Regions from separate parts of the Gossypium hirsutum genome. Here region 2 is linked to region 1. Evidence: chromatin contacts called from public Hi-C data. All regions are on one chromosome and are shown on one strand. The core of a region is the stretch at or near the end of the contact, and the rest is flanking DNA. Distances in the headings are between cores, read along the strand shown. Region 1 holds the start of LOC107962015 (glycosyltransferase BC10). Region 2 holds the start of LOC107962053.

Region 1 (3,613 bases), core at 436-2,935:
TTGGCTACTGAAATCAGTTGGATTTGCAGTCAGGACGGGAAACAAAGGACACTTTATACAACAGCAATTATCAACATTAAAGCCAGTTTGGTTCGGCTAAGGAATTAGACTGTGTATTAGGATGTTCTTGTTAAAGCTATTATGAAGTTCTATGAATTCGAGATCTGCAGTCAATTCATCAACATTCCGAATAAATAACCTGAGATCCTTTTCGCCACTTGTCCCTTGGTATTACCGGAGCCATTTTTGGGTGGTAACGCCCATCCTTCAAATCAAGAAAGCTGCAAAACAAGATTTTCATTTCTTCAAATCAAAACAAGGACTTGTTTAAAACTAATACAACTTTCTTTCCCCAGATGTACAAAATACAAAGGAAAATCAATGAATCAATGCTTGGCACCTCAAGAATGAAAAAGGCCCGCCATCTACCTGTCCACGAAACTCCTAGAAGAAGCCATAAGATATCTATAGATATAGCTGAAGTTGTATAGAGGAACACAACTGCACAAAGATAAAACAACTTGCTATTAAAAAAAAAAGCCCTTCATTTAATTAATTATAATATAAACAAAAATACCCATCAAGGTAATTAGTTAAAAAGTCCAGACCTGTCAGAGAGAAGAACAAATCTTTGATTCGCAGGATCCTGTAGAGCAGTTGCAAGTAACAATCTTTCAGCTTCTATCATACTTGATTCTCCCCATGCTACCTGCAACAAAAAATATAAGGTCACCCATATCATTTTTTATTGAGCTTTTTTTTTTAAAGTTTAAATCTTTTAACGAGTAATCACCTGAATGCTATCAGTCAATTGCCGGTTATAAAAGAAATGCGATCGAGAAGTCGTCTCGTCGAAGATGAAGCCAGGGGCGGAGTGTATATAAATGGAGAAATTGGCTGCGTCAGCGTTCTGTAAGGAAGTTCCACATCAAAATTAGCTGAAGTATGAAAAAGGCAGGGGGTTTTTCGGGGGGGGGAGGGAGGAGTAAAAGAGGGAAACGAACCTCGAAAAAGCTACCCCAGAGAAAATCGAGAGGGAGGTTGAGGCGGGCCAGGAAGAGAAAAGCGATCTTAGGGGGACCATCGAAGTTGTAGCGAGGAATACGAGATCTCCAACGGGTACGAGAGAGAGAGTTAGTAGGAGAAGAGATGTCGGGGGAGAAATGGAGGCGGAGGAGAGCGATGAAGCAAAGAGCGAAGGATAGGAAGACCACGAGTTTCCAGCCTAACCAGATAACATGGCGCACTAGTACCGGAGCGACGGCGGCAGCTTTCTTCGTCATGCTTCTTCCGGCGGCAACCGATCACTGCCTACTCAAGATCAAGCCTTTTATCAGCATCTTCATAAATTATATCATTAATTAGCATAAATAATCCAATCATCAATCAACAAGTTTCAAGAAAACAAGGTCAGGAAAGAGAAGATAAACGTGTTCACAATGAAGGGTTTTTATACCCATAGCTACAGCTAGAGAGAAACACAGACAGAGCATTTTAAAATTAAAAAATTAAGAAATACTGCGTGCGTAGGTTATTAGGTTGCGTTGGGTCGGGATTATTCCAATCTATTGTCTCGCCCACGTCAACTCCGAAATTGTCGTTTTGGGTTGGTTTATTAATTTCATTTTCCCACTTACCGACGCCACCGGCCACCGCCATTAAAATAGGTTGGGCTCATGGTTGTTAGCCCATTTTTCCTTCAAAGGTAAGTTAATGTATAACATGAACCAATGCCATCAAGTTGTTGGGTTTTGGGTGACGGATAAAATTAAAATCTTTAAGTTACAGATTCAGAGACAAAGGAATCTTCGGATTTTGCAATTTTGCACACCAAGATCATGAGATATTTATATTTGGCTTTAAAATGTTACAACAAGTATCATCTATCTATATATAAACATGTAATTCCAATTTAACGGATGTCTAAACCCTAAAGCCAAAGATCCAAAGACCAATCCTGTAGGGAGCTGTCCTGTTCCTGTAAAAAGAAAAAAAGGAAAAAAAAACAGCTGTTTTAATGTTCAAAGCTTGTCAAATCTGTTTGTATGATTTAAAACTTGAAATGTTAGAACCTGTACTCTTTAATATATGCACTAGTTTGCATTTGCAACGTGGATGCAAGGATGCTGTACTCAAAACTGTTTGGGATCTCTGCATTTAAAAATGTGGGGCACAAATATAAATGCTGGTACACGAAAATTATTGGATGCTTCCTGCCTTGACGTTTTGACGATCCAATATAACGTTTAAGATCTTTCCAGGAACAAAGATTCTCTTTTTGATCGGTTTCCCATTGAGATATTTTGAGAGTTTCTCGTCTTGTGAAGCTAATGTAAATGCATCCTCCTCTGAACATCCTTTTTCGACCTGAATTGTACCTCTAGTCTTGCCATTTATCTGGACAGGTAGTACGACGGTTGATTCCTTCAAGTATGCAGGATCAGCCTGTCATCGGAGTATGAATAAGATTTGAGGCCTGTAGCAGGTGATTCTACAAATACGAGTAGTAAAATTATGTAAATATAAATTTGAACAGAAATCATACCTTAGGGAAGGCCTCGTATGCTATTGAATCTGGATGACCAAGGCGAGACCAAATCTCCTCAGCCATGTGAGGTACATAAGGTGAAAGCAACAAGACAAATGCTTCAATAATTGCTTTTGGCTGCTTATCCCACTGATGGCATGATTGAAAGAAGAAATCAGATCACAAATACACAAACAAAAGCATCAAACAGAAAACTGAAGAATATGGAGGTGGCATTCTCGTAGACATCACACGAAAAGTGATTTAACAGGACCTAACTAAAGAAAATGTTAAAAAAGACTGAAGGCAATTGCCCCAAAATAAAATCTTCCCAAGAATGGTGCATAAGAGTGGGCCTTTGCAGATTAGCAGATAAACAACTTATGTAGGTAGATCACAAGCATATTCAACTTTGCTTCAGACCTGATATGCACACTGTACTTTTAACACCAACTACCCCCACAACATCACAAGGTAATTAAAAGCCAAGGAAGTACTATTCCTTAAAAAAATACATATAAAAAACATCAAGAAGAGGAAAGTATTCATGTTATTTATTCTATGTGTACCAAAACAGTATAAGGATCTGCCTGTATATAGCAAAAGAGAAAAAGACCAAAAAAAGGGTCGAGCTTCATTTTCTCAATAAATAAAACCTTATATGCTGCATTAATGAACTCCATCATTGCAGAAATTCCAGTGTTGAACCTTGTCCCTTCGATTTCCTCTGTCACCTGATTAAAAATTTAATCTTCTCTCAGAAAGCTACCAAGGATCTTAGGTTTCAATATTCTTGTTAGTTGTGCACTCATAAATGGCTAAATTGATGAAATTCCTTCTGGATCACACTGGTAAAATATTATCTGATCTGGAGAATTCCTGGGTTATTTAACATAAAGGCATAGTAAATTGGTCATTATAAACCATCTATAAAGACTATAATCCTGTAGGAAGTGTATACTTCTTTGCAGATAATGCAACATTGCCTTCAAAAGAGTGTAGAACATGACCTTAGCTATGCATTTATGGAGTGTGCGAAGCTGTTCCATAGTAGGTTCCTCATCAGTAACCAATGTTCCATCCTTG
Region 2 (3,613 bases), core at 622-3,121, 310 kb after region 1:
AAACACCTTAATACATGTCCATATATGTCCACTCATGATATTAACGGTTTAATTACAACATAAGGACCTTTACTTTAAGATTCTATAGCTTTTAAATACTTTTAGCAAATAGAACTCCACTTTTACACTTTACGCGATTTAGTCCTTTTTGCCGAATTAACCAACCAAACAATAAAATTTCTTAATGAAACTTTTGGACAATCACATTATCATGCTGTAGACATTAAAATATTAATAAAATAATAATTTTTACTTCATATTTATGGTCCGAAAATCACTATTCTGATTTCACTAAAAACGGGCTGTTACAAAAAAGGATGTAGATAATAGTGTAATTCATGGTGGATCAATTTTGTAGAAGCCATTGGGAGTACTATGTTTATCGTGTATAAGTCCCTCGAAAAGGTTCAATTGTATTGTAAGTAAAGATATGTATAATATATCTTTGGAACTCACTAAGTTCATATGAACTTACTCCATTACCTTTTCCTTCTCAAGCTTGCTGACTGAAGGAAGACTTTGTTAAAAGGACTATGCCAGAGTGTTGTTGCTATTGTGAGCTGGCTGTTTTGTTCTGTATCATGCATGACTCTTTAGTGTGGCGTATAAATGTATTTTGGAAATGAACTACATAAAGAACTTCTATTTTGACAAAACTCTGTTTTTACAAGATTTCTATTAAGTATTAATGTCTGGATTTGAATTATTACATTCTGATTAATGAAGTTATTATATTTGAACTTATACGCCAAATGTTTTGAACGTTATTTCAAACTTTAGTAAAACCACAACTATTATATGTTTATATGTATACTTTTGTAATAATTTTATAAAGCTTCCTCCAAATTGTTTTGCCATAAATTAGTCCGATTTTGAGTAGTGACACATCAAGCTTAGATCCTATCATAGGGTCGGGTTTGGCGTGTTACATGTTTGGTATCAAATCTAAGGTTAAGCTGATTCTCGAAAAAATTAAGTGTTGTGTCATGCCCTAGCATGCATGATACGCCTTTGGCATAGTCCCTGTAATTGAAACTAATCTGAATTTTCTTATAGTGTGACAACAATGTCTGAAGGATCAAAAGAAGTGACCGGTGAAGAAATTGAAAGCCATGTGCCCCATATTCCAACTAAAGCACCTGCAGCTGGTTTGAGAGCAACTGGAAATGCTTCCGAAAACGTCTTTTTTACGATGATGGCACAAATATTTGATAAATTTATGGAGAATACTCAAGCACCCCAACCTCAATAGCCTCAGTAACCACAACCAGAAGTGGTTCGCCCATCACCAACTACACCACCAGTACCGATTGTAACTCCACCTAAAGGAGACCTTGTGAAAGAAATACATAAAAGGGGTGCTAAGGAATTTCTGGGTGACAAAGGCGATGATCTCATTATGGTTGAACAGCGGCTGTCTCTAGTTTGCAGAGTGATAAGGGAATTAAAATGCATGTCAGAAGATAGTCTCTTGTGTGTCATATTATTGTTGGAAGGAGAAGCCTACGAGTGGTAGGAAACATTGACCAATGTGACTTATGAGTCCTTTCTGGAGAAGTTTAGAGAAAGGTATGTGAACCAAATGTATGTAGAAACTGAATTTCTCTACAATGAGTTTCTAAGGTCATGGTCTTATTCCGCCATGACATATGAAATGTATGCATATTGAGGCGCATTATTACATCTCCGACCCCTCAAAACTGCTTAAAATTTTTCATCATTTCAGTTGAAAACCCTAATTAATTAAAAAACCGCCTATAGGTGTTATTTTGCCAACATTTTGGTATTTTTTTATTTTTATTTTCGTATTATTAATAATGTAATAGAAACTTGGATGCTTAAATGGTGGGACCCTGAGTACGGAGCAAACTATGACATGGCATCCACTTTTGTCTCATTTTACCGACCGGTTACCAACAACCCAGTAAACTCTTATTCCCTTTACTGATATTGTCTACCCAGGCAGAGCAAAGCCTCTACTCGTAGCGTTAATGGCGGACCCGACTGCTCCACCCAATCCGACCCTCACCAAAGACGATAATTGTCTAAAATACACCTGCGATGCTGGGTTTTTCTCTAACCCACACCCCTCCGACACTCCAAACCTCGACGAAGAAGATTCGAACAGTCCACCCACTTTTGATTCCGACGACTGCGACTCTGATTGTGATTCTACGCACTTCACTGATCTCTCCGCCGGTCTTCGTGTCTTCTCTGATTCGATTCTTAGGATGGAGCTGGCCGGGATGGAGATGGTCAAGGCAATGGAAGCCTCCAGATGTGAGGCGGAGAAACGGAGGGCGGAATCCGAGGCCGAATTGACTCGGATGATGTTCCGAACTCAGTCCCAGATCGCTTCGTTTGTCGCCGGAGATGCTGATACCTGGAAACGGAAGCTTGGAGCAGATGACGAACCAAGGGATTCCTCTGTTAGGTAAAAAAAAGTGTCGTTTCTCTCCATTTTACTCTCTATCTAATTATGGTTTTAGTCCCTATACTATGCTAAAATTACAGATTTAATCCCTTAACTGTTATCAATAATACAAATTCATCAGTAAAAAGAAAATCAGAATAACCACTTTAATGACAATAACGATATTATCAATATCGTTATAAAAGTAACTTTTTTTCTTCCTTTCAAATGCAGACAAGGAGCTTTGCTGCTGAGCTTGTTGCAGTGCAACTTAATCTTCTGAAGATTCACTAAAATTAATTGAATAATCTTTGGTTTATTTATCAAAATTGAGGATGAAAATGAAGTTGGGATTTTATATACTATATATATGTAATGTACTGATTATTATATTAAATGAAAAATCTATCTATCTCTGCAAAAGTCCTTGTCTCTCTACAAATGTAATCACCTAAAGTGCTGTAGATTGCAAAGACAACAAATCTAATGGAGGTTTCTTCATACGAGGGCTTGGCTTTTGGTTTCTCTGCTCTGCAAAACTGAGAAGGGCCTGTCTTCGATTAGTGGCACTTCTGATGTATTCCTCCAAAGGTGGGAGAGCTGGTTGTTCTTTGTTATTTGTTGCTTGTCCTCGAATAAGCTGTGAAAACCATGAATGAATGTAAATAATAGAACGTGGTATTTATAGATCAAAACATATTGAGACTTAAGGTCAGATAGCTAATACCTTTGACGCCCATGACCGCTCTGCTTGTTGGCATGCATCCCGGATGTCCCTACCAGACATTCTGGATATGTCGATAAGCAAGGCTGATTAATTATTTGTTAAATGATGCATGCGAATGGTAGAAGATAAGTTCTATTTGAAAAAATGTTTAATCCTAGTATAAAACTTTCAGATATTAAACAGGAGGTTTTTCTACTTAGCTTTCGTCATATTTAGAGACATTGAATGTACTGAAGAAATTATGATAACAAATTGAACTTACTCGTTGGTGATTCGAGCAAGTTCAGCCAACTCGGATTCTGTAAGATGCTTTGCATACTGAGCTGCTATTTGCTGACGGTTATGCTCATCGGGTAGACCAAAGACAATCATTGAATCAAAACGACTGCAAACAAAGACTGAATCAGAAACAATTCATTGGTTTAAGAAACAATTAGGCTCTCCAAAAGGAACTGGAACAGCATCTACTTTAC

What was found. A called contact is a pair of places that touch in the nucleus more often than the background predicts.
Region 2: a contact with region 1 is called in a Hi-C map of leaf, with 1.7 times the contacts expected there. The contact joins the promoter of LOC107962053 here to the promoter of LOC107962015 in region 1. A contact is called at or near these places in 2 of 34 Hi-C or Micro-C datasets (hypocotyl and leaf).

What each region holds. Positions count from the first base shown.
Region 1 is chrA06:117,489,960-117,493,572 of Gossypium_hirsutum_v2.1, forward strand. LOC107962015 (glycosyltransferase BC10) reads right to left here and starts at 1,686. Exons shown (of 10, transcript XM_041115976.1): 1 at 1,005-1,686; 2 at 794-910; 3 at 609-709; 4 at 430-501; 5 at 200-281. The coding sequence starts at 1,283. It overlaps LOC107962013 (leucine--tRNA ligase, chloroplastic/mitochondrial), which reads right to left. Exons shown (of 21, transcript XM_041115975.1): 17 at 3,538-3,613; 18 at 3,184-3,261; 19 at 2,546-2,677; 20 at 2,079-2,445; 21 at 1,822-1,978. The coding sequence ends at 2,200.
Region 2 is chrA06:117,800,655-117,804,267 of Gossypium_hirsutum_v2.1, forward strand. LOC107962053 reads left to right here and starts at 1,872. Exons shown (of 2, transcript XM_016898274.2): 1 at 1,872-2,434; 2 at 2,648-3,123. The coding sequence starts at 1,992. The coding sequence ends at 2,696. It overlaps LOC107962052 (outer mitochondrial transmembrane helix translocase), which reads right to left. Exons shown (of 14, transcript XM_041115978.1): 12 at 3,403-3,525; 13 at 3,141-3,201; 14 at 2,750-3,053. The coding sequence ends at 2,865.